Regions from separate parts of the Gossypium raimondii genome. Here region 1 is linked to region 2. The links are chromatin contacts, called in public Hi-C maps. All regions are on one chromosome and are shown on one strand. Each heading gives the region's core, a stretch centred on a gene start, on an enhancer-like site or on the middle of the called end of the contact. The rest is flanking DNA. Distances are from core to core; before and after follow the strand shown.

Region 1 (4,869 bases), core at 166-2,665, 210 kb after region 2:
GCAAACTTGCTCAGTGTGAGAGCAAGAATACTCCTACTGCTCATATAGCAAAAAAGACATTGATGAGGTAGATGAGAAAAGTTGAGATAGTAAATCAGCTGTCAGCGCACCAGCTCAAGAAAAAGCTGCCCAGCTTCTGATATTCCAAAAGAAGAAAGTACAAAACTATCTATTACTGGAGCTGACACAAAAGAATTGGAAAACATAGGATTTCTAGTAATTAAAGATAGGGACAGTAATTGCGTTGAGGTTTACAATATGGAAGTAGATATCTCTAGAACTAATGCGCTCTCTTTGAAAGATTTTACTGCTTAATCAACCAGGGGGGTCTTTGAAACATAACCAATAATCATAAAGCCTTAAACTATTCTTTTTCCCCCAACTTCTACTTTATAATTTCATATTTTTCTCCACCAACTTGGCTTCCATAAACTTTCTGTAAGTTCATATCACAGGCATGTTCATGCCCACCTGATTTGGTTAAATTGTTTTGAAATTTTCTTTGTACAGATTCTAAAGTTCAAGCAAACGGTTCCAGAACAACATCAACAAAGCAAGAAATAATTCTGTTGAACCAATAACAGTAACAAGGATTGTTCAGTAGATAGTATATAGAATGAATTAGAGTCCGAGATTACCTATCATGACCAGATGCAGCCATTCATTCTGAATCGATCTCTTCAACCTTTGGACCTAAAATCCCAAATCATCAACACAAAATCAATACAGCTCAGCCATTCCTTCCCCAAAGAACAATGTTGACTAATCCACAAATAAATGGATAAATCAATGCTGAATCTTTTTTGTAATTTTTACTACTTGTTTTGCTTCCCACTCTGAAAAGTCGTTATAGAACGTAGCTAATAAAACAAATTCAGAATCAAATTAAAAACTTTTAAAAAATGAACATATAAAAGCAAAATATACATGTCTATGGCAAAACTACTGATCTTGTTTGAAATTGGGGAAGCAAAGAGCAAGTAATAAGAAATCATAATCAATCGAGTTTATAATAAATAAAATGAAGTCTTTTATGTAGTAAAGAAAGATAGGGACCGTGGAGGGAGGGATGACGGCCATCCTTGCCCCAACCGATGCCACGGGTGGCGTCGAGGTACTGGCGTACGAGATGGCGGCACTTCTGGAGATGGTTGACCCCTTCGATGCGGTAGCACCACCTGACCTTGTCACGGAGGATCTTGGCTTTCTCAATGTCAATCCATTTCTCTCGAACTATATGCTCCCTCATTTCAAGCATGGCCACAGGGTCTTTGTAGGGATTGGCCGGGTCGAAGTCATCCGGCGCCGTTTCTTCGAACTCTGCTACTCCCTTCTTCCTGCCCATCTCTTTCTCAGTTTCTCTCACTCGGCTCTTGCTTGCTTTCCCTTCGGTTTGTTTTAGTGGAGATTTTGGGTTTGAAATTGGGTTTCCGCTTATATTTTTATTTTCTGGACTTCTTTTGTAGCCTTTCCCGGCCCACTGAATTTTTGTTCAGTTGAGGACGGAAACCGATACACTAAACTAATATAAAAGCAACTATGTTTTATTGAACGAATCCATACAAAAGTTAGATGAGATTGTATTTTTCATTTAGTTTTAATTCTATTTGCATCGGCATTATTGTCAGTGCAAGAGAGTTTGAATTGAGTGTGGTAAAGCGCATTATCCTATTAAAGAGGAATTAATGAATAATTCTAAATATTATATCAAAAAGAGCGATAAAACTATAATAAAATTAATCTTAAAAAAGAATTATGCTTAAAATTGTAATATTTTTATTTCAATTCTTATCATACGTTGTATATTTACATTTAGCATCTATTTAAAATATATATATATATGAAACACGGGTTTAAAAAATTTGAATTGACAAGAATACTTTTATTATAAATTATATTACTAAATTGACATTAAAATAATAAATTGTTTGTATTATTATGTGATAATAATAAAAGTAATATTAATTAATAAGATAGTATATTAATGTGAAATTATTTAATTTGATCATATCTTTTTTTTAAAATTGAAGAATAAAAGTTCTACTTATAAAATAGCATAATATATTATTAATTAATAAAATTATAAATTATAAAATTATTGAACATAATTGGATAAGTTAAAAATAATAAAATTGAATCTTTTGATTACATAAATATAATTTTATTTTAAATATGATAATAATTAATAATGTTAAAAATATTTTTATAATTAATAAAATTAATGTGTGAGATTAACATTATATATATAATATTATTATTATAATGGTCTAATCTATAATGTATAAATTTATTTATTTATTCTTAATTTATATATCAAAACTCAAAAGAAAATAAATATATTTTAAAAATAACTTAACTTTTTTTTATAAATATTAAATACATCTAACCAAATCGATTTGATTCAACACAAATCCCACTTAACAAATAGTATGACTCATATCTATTTGAGAAATTAATATAAAGAAAATCGATCATTTAAGAATCAATACTTTGTACTAACTATATTTCTCATATTTTTTAAAATCTATAAAATAATATAATATAATATAATATAATATAAAAATAGTTATAATTGTTTTATTAATAATGTTTTCATTACCAATGTAATAGTTATTATCACTTAATTAAACTTTGGATCCATAATAAATTATATTTATTATTATAAATTAATTATCATTTAATTAGTAAATAGTTATATACCAATTAAAACTAATATTTAACACTATAAATATATGCACAATGACACATTTTCATTCAAAATAACATCTAAAAATATTATTTAAATTTTAGCATCATTTAATAGGTTTTGTTTCAACACCGAAAAAGGTATGGCTTTCATTATTATTTGAGATGTTTAGTTATTATTTGATCTTCGATAGTTTTACTACTATTTAATTTTAATAATATTTACATGATTATGAATGTTGTTTATCATTGTGTTATGAAATATTATGTTAAAGACAATAAAGTATTAAAGTAATGGTTCTTTATACGTGAAATTTCAACTAATAATCGAATGACTTATTTTATCTAATTACTTTATATTTTACTATAGATTGTTTCTCGCTTTTATTTCCATCTATTTAATTAGTATATATATTTTAAAAATTATAAAAATATATAATTTTAAAAATAAACGTATAGCATATGACATAAAAACTAATTATAAAAATAAAAAAACACTTCAAAATAATAAATTTTAATAATTTTACGATTAAATTAAACTCTTGATTGTATTAACTCAATCAAATACAGTGTATAGATATAGATAAATCAACATCTATGACTTGTCCGGGCAAGGAGCATCTTCAAGTTACTTTGGACGAGTATTAAAAGAGACAAGATTCATTAGACATACGAAAAAATTATTTTTAAAAAATATATTTTATTATCTTAAAAATAAAAATAATTTTTAAGTGAGTAATTATTTTATGAGAAAATATTTAGCAATAAAATTTTTAAATTTTAAAAATAAAGTTAGGATGATCACAAGTGTCTTGTAGAATATAGGAAAATATTAAACCTATTTATGAAATTAAAAATACTTTGACTGTTTATCAATTATTAACCCTTATTCTATTATTATAAAATTTTGAGAAGATTAAAGCTAAAAGAATTTACTCAAAATATTTAAAAATACCTTAAAAATATATTATTGAAGAAGTACTAACTCTGTTAACACGTGAAAATCTAGTGATTATTGATTTGAGCGCACTCAAATGCGTAATATTCTCTAATTTAAGATTTAAATAGATTTATAGGCAATTTAAAACTTAAAAATTTAATTTCAAGAGGGTGAAAAATGTAATTTTATATAATCATAGGATTTAAATTAAATGATTAAATTTTAGAAGAGACTAAAAGTGCAATTTGTTGATTTAACCAAGGGGACAATGCCCTGTGTTACCTGCTGGCTTCGACCCTGTTCTCGCATTAATAATTTGTTTTACATCGTGTTTATTTTATTTTTATGACATCACATTTTTAATTATTATTTATTTATATCTTATATCATATTTCAATTAATTTCATAATTCACATAATTTTATCATAATAATTTAATTCTAATTCTAAATTTATTTAACTAATTATACATTAATACAAATATCATATTCAATTAAAAATTTAATCCAATTTCCCAAGGCGCACCAACTACGCCAATTTTAGTTTCACTTGAAATTAAACATTTCCCCATTCAGGAGCAACTTTTTCTACCCATAATATATAATTTAGAATTTGAGTTTGAGTTTGAGTTTGAGTTTGTGTTTTTTTAATGTGATACGTATATTTTTATATTCAATGTAATATTTGTATTTAACAATAATTGTATATTTTGGTATCTGAATATAATAATGTTAACTTTTTAGTGTTTAGTTCGGTTTTAAAATTGATTAGATGAAAATTCATAATTAACTAATAATATTAGCAATTAATTTTCATCCACGAAACCCAAATTAAATATAAAATCAAACAAATTCATAATTAACACTAAATTTATTCTATTAACAAAATCATGAAATATTCAAACTTAATAATATTAGCAATTAATTTTCATCAAATCAACCCTAAAATTAAATTAAACACTAAAAAGTTAACATTGTCACCTTTGGATACCAAAATATATAACTTTTTTTGTCAAATACAATTATCAAATTACAACAAAAAATAACGCATGTACCACATTAAAAAAAGTGTCAAACACAGTATTAAATGATATATTAAATCTTTTTTTGCTTAATGGTATAAAAGACCACCAAAATTTATAAAAACAAATTAATTAAACCTCTTCCAACTGTTTTCACCATGAGCACTTCAACTTACAAAATTAAATTTCACAAAATCAAAAACCAATTAAGCCCCTTTTAATAT
Region 2 (4,938 bases), core at 417-2,916:
ATTTTCTTTTTTATGCATCGTGCCAAAACGAACATAACATTTGAAATAACGTGTATTTGATTTATTCGGGTATAGCATAGAAACGAGTAAATATATTTGAACACGATTCGTGACATGGTTGTAGCTATAATAAAATAATAGTGCGCATAAACAAAACAATGATATACGAAAAAAAAAACAAAAACCAAAAACAAAAATATCATACTAATAAATGATGATGATATATCTATAATAATAAAACACCAAATAAACAATGGCAATAATCATATTTTAATTACTAATTCTAATACTAATTAAGTAATATAGGAAAAATAAATAATAATAATGATAATAATAATTAGAATAATACGAAAACCAAGTGCACGAATAAAGAAAATATAAACATCATAATTTTCAAATATAAAAAGGGTGAGAGATAATTAATAGATAAACAAATAAATAAAATGATATATGTAATTACTATTCTAATTCTAATATAAATAATCAAAACACGATAAATAATAACAATAATAATAATTTGGGGCAACAAAAAAATGCTTAAGGAGATGTAAAATATAATTTTTCAATATGTAAAAAAGTAAAGAAATAATAGATAAATGAATAAATAAATATAAAAAAATAGAACAATATACATATAAGAATCTATAAAAGGTTGAAATTAAATGATTAAAGGATTAAATCGAAATTAAAATGAAATTAGGGAGTATAAATTATAAATAATAAAAAATAGCTAATAAAACAAAATAAGGATCAAAATGGAAAAATACAAAATTAAATGGTAAAATTTAAAAAAGGGAAAAAAAGAAATAGGACCGGATTGGAAACCGCCTAAAAAGCGGAAGGACTAAATGCGCAATAGGCTATTTTTCGAATACACGTGGACCCTGCTGCATGGACGAGTCGGGTCGTCGGGCTCCGCTTCGAAACGACGTTTTTTTTGGGGTATCTGATCCAGGCCAAAAGGACTTCGTTTTGATGGCCTATTTAAGTTTAAAAATTCAAAAAAAAAATTAAAACAAGTTAAAAAAAAAAAACCTTTCTTCTCTTTTTTTTTCTCTGAAGGCCTCCTTAGGTCGGCCACGGCTCCAGCGAGTCACCGCCGCGACGGCCACCAGTCACTGGCGATGGCTCTACCGTCCATGGTGGCTAAAAAAAAAGAAACCTTCGTTTTGGCTATTTCGGCTCCCTTCGACTCTGACGACAGAAACGACCACTAGGTGAATTTTCTTTTTCTTTATATATATATATATATATATATATATATATATATAATAATAATAATAATAATGGATTCAAGGAAAAAAAGGAAAAAAATCACCTTTGAATTTTTTCGGTTGTTTTATTTTTACTTTTTTATTTCGATTTTTATTTCAGAAGCAAAAAACCCCTACTTTTACAATCTGCTTTTGGCTTTTTTATAGTCATTTTACAATATATTTTTTTATTATTTTTCTATTGCTCTTGCCACTGTTGTTTGGGTGTTTTCTCTTCTTCTTGCAGGGGTGGTTGGTGATGGCAAAGCAGTTGGTGGTGGCAGGCTAGGGTGCAGCGGCAACTAGGTAAGGTGCGACACGAGGTTTTTGTTTTTCTGAAAATAGTTTAGGTTGTTGTGGGCTTTAGGGTTTTTTTGGTTTGGGCCACTTGGGCTTGATGTAATTTGGGTCTGATATTTGTCAATGGACTCTAGACCATATTATTTTTTATTTTTATTTTGGTTTGATTTCTGTTTGGTTGGGCCTGAGCAAAATTGGGCTTCTACAAACACATTTGACCATAAGGGGAAATGTGAGTGGTTATTGATTAATTGGCATAAGAATGAGTTGGTTATATATTGGTGTAATGAGAATCACATTTGAGACCAATTTGAAAGAATTTAAGAGTATAAAAATTAAATTGTAAATTTAACAATTTGATCGAGCGAAGGGTAAAATTATATTTTTCAATATCCAAGGATGCGTACTAAGTATTAAATGAGAATTGCTGAATTTAGATTGATTACAAATTATTATGAAGGAATTGAGCGAAGAGGAAAAAAGAGCAAAATGATAAATTTACCACTTAAGGGTATTTTGATAATCTCGCAAAATAAGTGTTTTTTATAATATTAAATTATTGGAATTAAATTTATTTAAAAGAGGATTAGTGAAAATGATTAAAAATACAAATTATGGAAAGCGAATCAAATCGGAAATTGGAAAAAAATGGAATATATATATGAATTTGATGGGGCGTGGCCCCCACCATTGCGTATCTTGGTCTGCAAAGCCTAATGAGGCTTTGAATATTGAATGGTCCAATCGGCCACAGTTCAAAAATAAAAAATAAAAAAGAGAAAGTAAATGGACGAGTGGCGGGCTGTGTCCCCCACCCTGCCCGTTTAGGCTTTAGAAAGCCGAATTGGCTAAAGGGCCATTCGGCCATAAATGAAAAATAGTTAAACAAGTTTTAATGTGGGGAGGGGGAGCAGAGAAGGCTCATCCCCTTACCCAAATCACGCGGCTAAATGGGAAAGGGACGGATTTGTCCACGAAAGTTTAGCGACAAGGATAACGAGCCATATGGAGCCGACATGGGCGGAAGCCCAAGCCCTTATAGGCGGGATTCGACTAGCAGGAGAAAAAGAATTGTGGAAACCGACTGCGCACTACTTGTCACATAAACAATCCATATTAGATTTATGTTTATCAGGAACTATCTTAGATAATGTTAGGTCTTTCGATTATTTAGAATTTTCGTATGTAGCGACAATTTGAGTAAAATTAGCCTAAGTATGGCGGTTGAGGAAGTTTTCAGGTTTGATTACCCTCGTTCGATACATTCATTGATTGTTGTTCATGTTGCTATTTCTTAATAAATTTAAAGGTCAAAGCCCATTTACAGCTTTTTTACTCCATTGATGCAAAATAATTAATTACTTACAAAAATAATTCAAAGTCAAAATTTATATGCAAAAATGATTCGTTCTCCATAATATCCATTGATGTCACTTGATACACCAGCGGCACCGCTCTCAATGATGACTAAGGGTGAGCAAAACTCAATTTGACTCGAAAAAATTGAAAAAATTTTGAATTTCGAGTTACGAGTTAAACGAATCGAGTTATTTGAGTCAACTCGAATATTTTTTTTTGAATTTTGAGTTCGAATCAAGTTTGGTTTTCAAATTTGAATAACTCGAATAATTCGAATAACTCGAATAATTTGAATAAACCGAATATTAAACTATAATAATTTACATTATTACTCCAAACTCCTAAACCTCTTCACTTTCCTCTCAAAACTTTTACTCCCTCCCATTTTGCCCCCATAACTTTTGCTCCCCTCCCATCCTAGCCCTGTTCTACCCCAAACTTATTCTCCCCCCTCCCCCCCCCCCCCAATTTTTTTAATATTTCCTCCCAAAATTTTACTCCTCCCATTTATTCCCCCAAATTTACTTCCTCAACCTCAAAAACTTTTTATTTCCCTAAATTTTATTTCTCACCCTTTACCACCAAATAAAAAATTAAAATCATTCAAAAAATTTCCTAAACCTAAATAATAATTTTATTTATATCTACTATTTATATTATTAAAATAAATTTCACATTTTATAGTATTTATATTATTGAATTATTTTATCATATTGAATCCTTATAAATTTTGCTAAAATTGAATTATTGATGATGCCATAAGATAGAGATCTTCCATATATGTTATTCTTTTTCCTTTACCATATTTGGTTTTCTATTTTCCCTAAAATATTAAATTCCCTTTTATATATCTATTTTCCCCATATGTTATTCTCTTTCCTTTCCCATGTTTGATTTTCTATTTTCCATAAAATATTCAATTCCTTTTAGATCACTATTTTACATAGTTGTTATTCTCTTTCTTTTCTCATATTTGACTTTCCTTCTCGTCTCTCTATCTTTCTCCCACATCTCTTTCTTTCCATTCTCATCTCATTTAAGATTTATTTTTTGAAACAATATTTCATTTACTGGTGGTGATACTAACAAGCCAAGAATAAAATAACCACCTATAAAGCAAGTATCGATCATGGGTTTTCCCTTTATTTTTTTTTCAGTTTTCTTTTTTCTTTTTCTATTTCAACGGTTTCTTTTCAGCCTTTTTTCATGTTTCGCCTATTTTTTTAAAATTCCCACTAGTACCGCCTAACACACTAGTAGAATCCATTCAAAAATATATATTTTTCTTTTTTTTTTATCTTTTTCTGAATACATGTATTTTTAATGGGTATTTTGAAAAGTCAAGACTGGTGCAGCCTAACAAAGTGGCAACACCTAAATTTTTTTAAAAGCTGATGATTGGGTCATCATTTGGGGACAGTACCGTCGGTGTGTCAGGTGGCACCAACGAGCACTATGGAGAACGGGTCATTTTTGTACATAAGTTTTAACTTGTGTTATTTTCGTAAATAATTAAATATATTGGGTCAATGGGTAAAAAAACCCCCATTTACTTAAAAAAAAAGAAGGGGGAGCTTTTCTCTCCTTTCCATATCTTCTTAATTATTTTTCTTAAATCTAAGCTAATATCCAACTTCAAACTTTGATTTTTCACTAATATCAAGTGAAAAATTTATTTTCAAGCTAGGGCTTTATGGGGTTTTTGTAATGCCCGAGAATTTTTATTTTTTTCTTACGAAGGTGTGACACAATTGTGTATCTGCTTTAGTGGTGAAGTGTTCTGGATGTGTGAGAGGTCCCAAGTTCAAGCCAAGACTTGAGAAAATTTTGGTATTTTTATGAATAAGCTCTATCTTTGGTCAATAGGCTTTTAAGTAAAAGATGGAAAATAATTAACCGAATAGGCTTGCTGGTCTGGTGGATAAGTGGAGTCTTAGTGTGAAGGAGGTCTTGTGTTCAATTCTTTGTGATGGTGTGGAGATAGTATTTTTGCTCCAATTTCGGCTATGAGTTGTGTTGGGGAAAA

What was found. A called contact is a pair of places that touch in the nucleus more often than the background predicts.
Region 1: a contact with region 2 is called in a Hi-C map of leaf, with 5 times the contacts expected there. The contact joins the promoter of LOC105798679 here to the enhancer-like site in region 2. A contact is called at or near these places in 2 of 2 Hi-C or Micro-C datasets (both in leaf).

Annotation. Positions count from the first base shown.
Region 1 is chr9:22,324,970-22,329,838 of ASM2569854v1, forward strand. It overlaps LOC105798679 (NADH dehydrogenase [ubiquinone] 1 beta subcomplex subunit 10-B), which reads right to left and starts at 1,416. Exons shown (of 3, transcript XM_012628840.2): 1 at 1,057-1,416; 2 at 639-693. The coding sequence starts at 1,345. The coding sequence ends at 662.
Region 2 is chr9:22,110,310-22,115,247 of ASM2569854v1, forward strand. No RefSeq gene overlaps it. Among protein-coding and RNA genes, the nearest start is that of LOC105798684, 27 kb to the left of the region's middle. Within about 2 kb of position 1,667, the one cell type or tissue checked has open chromatin away from gene starts, as enhancers often do. A contact at or near this core is called in leaf, where this site is marked.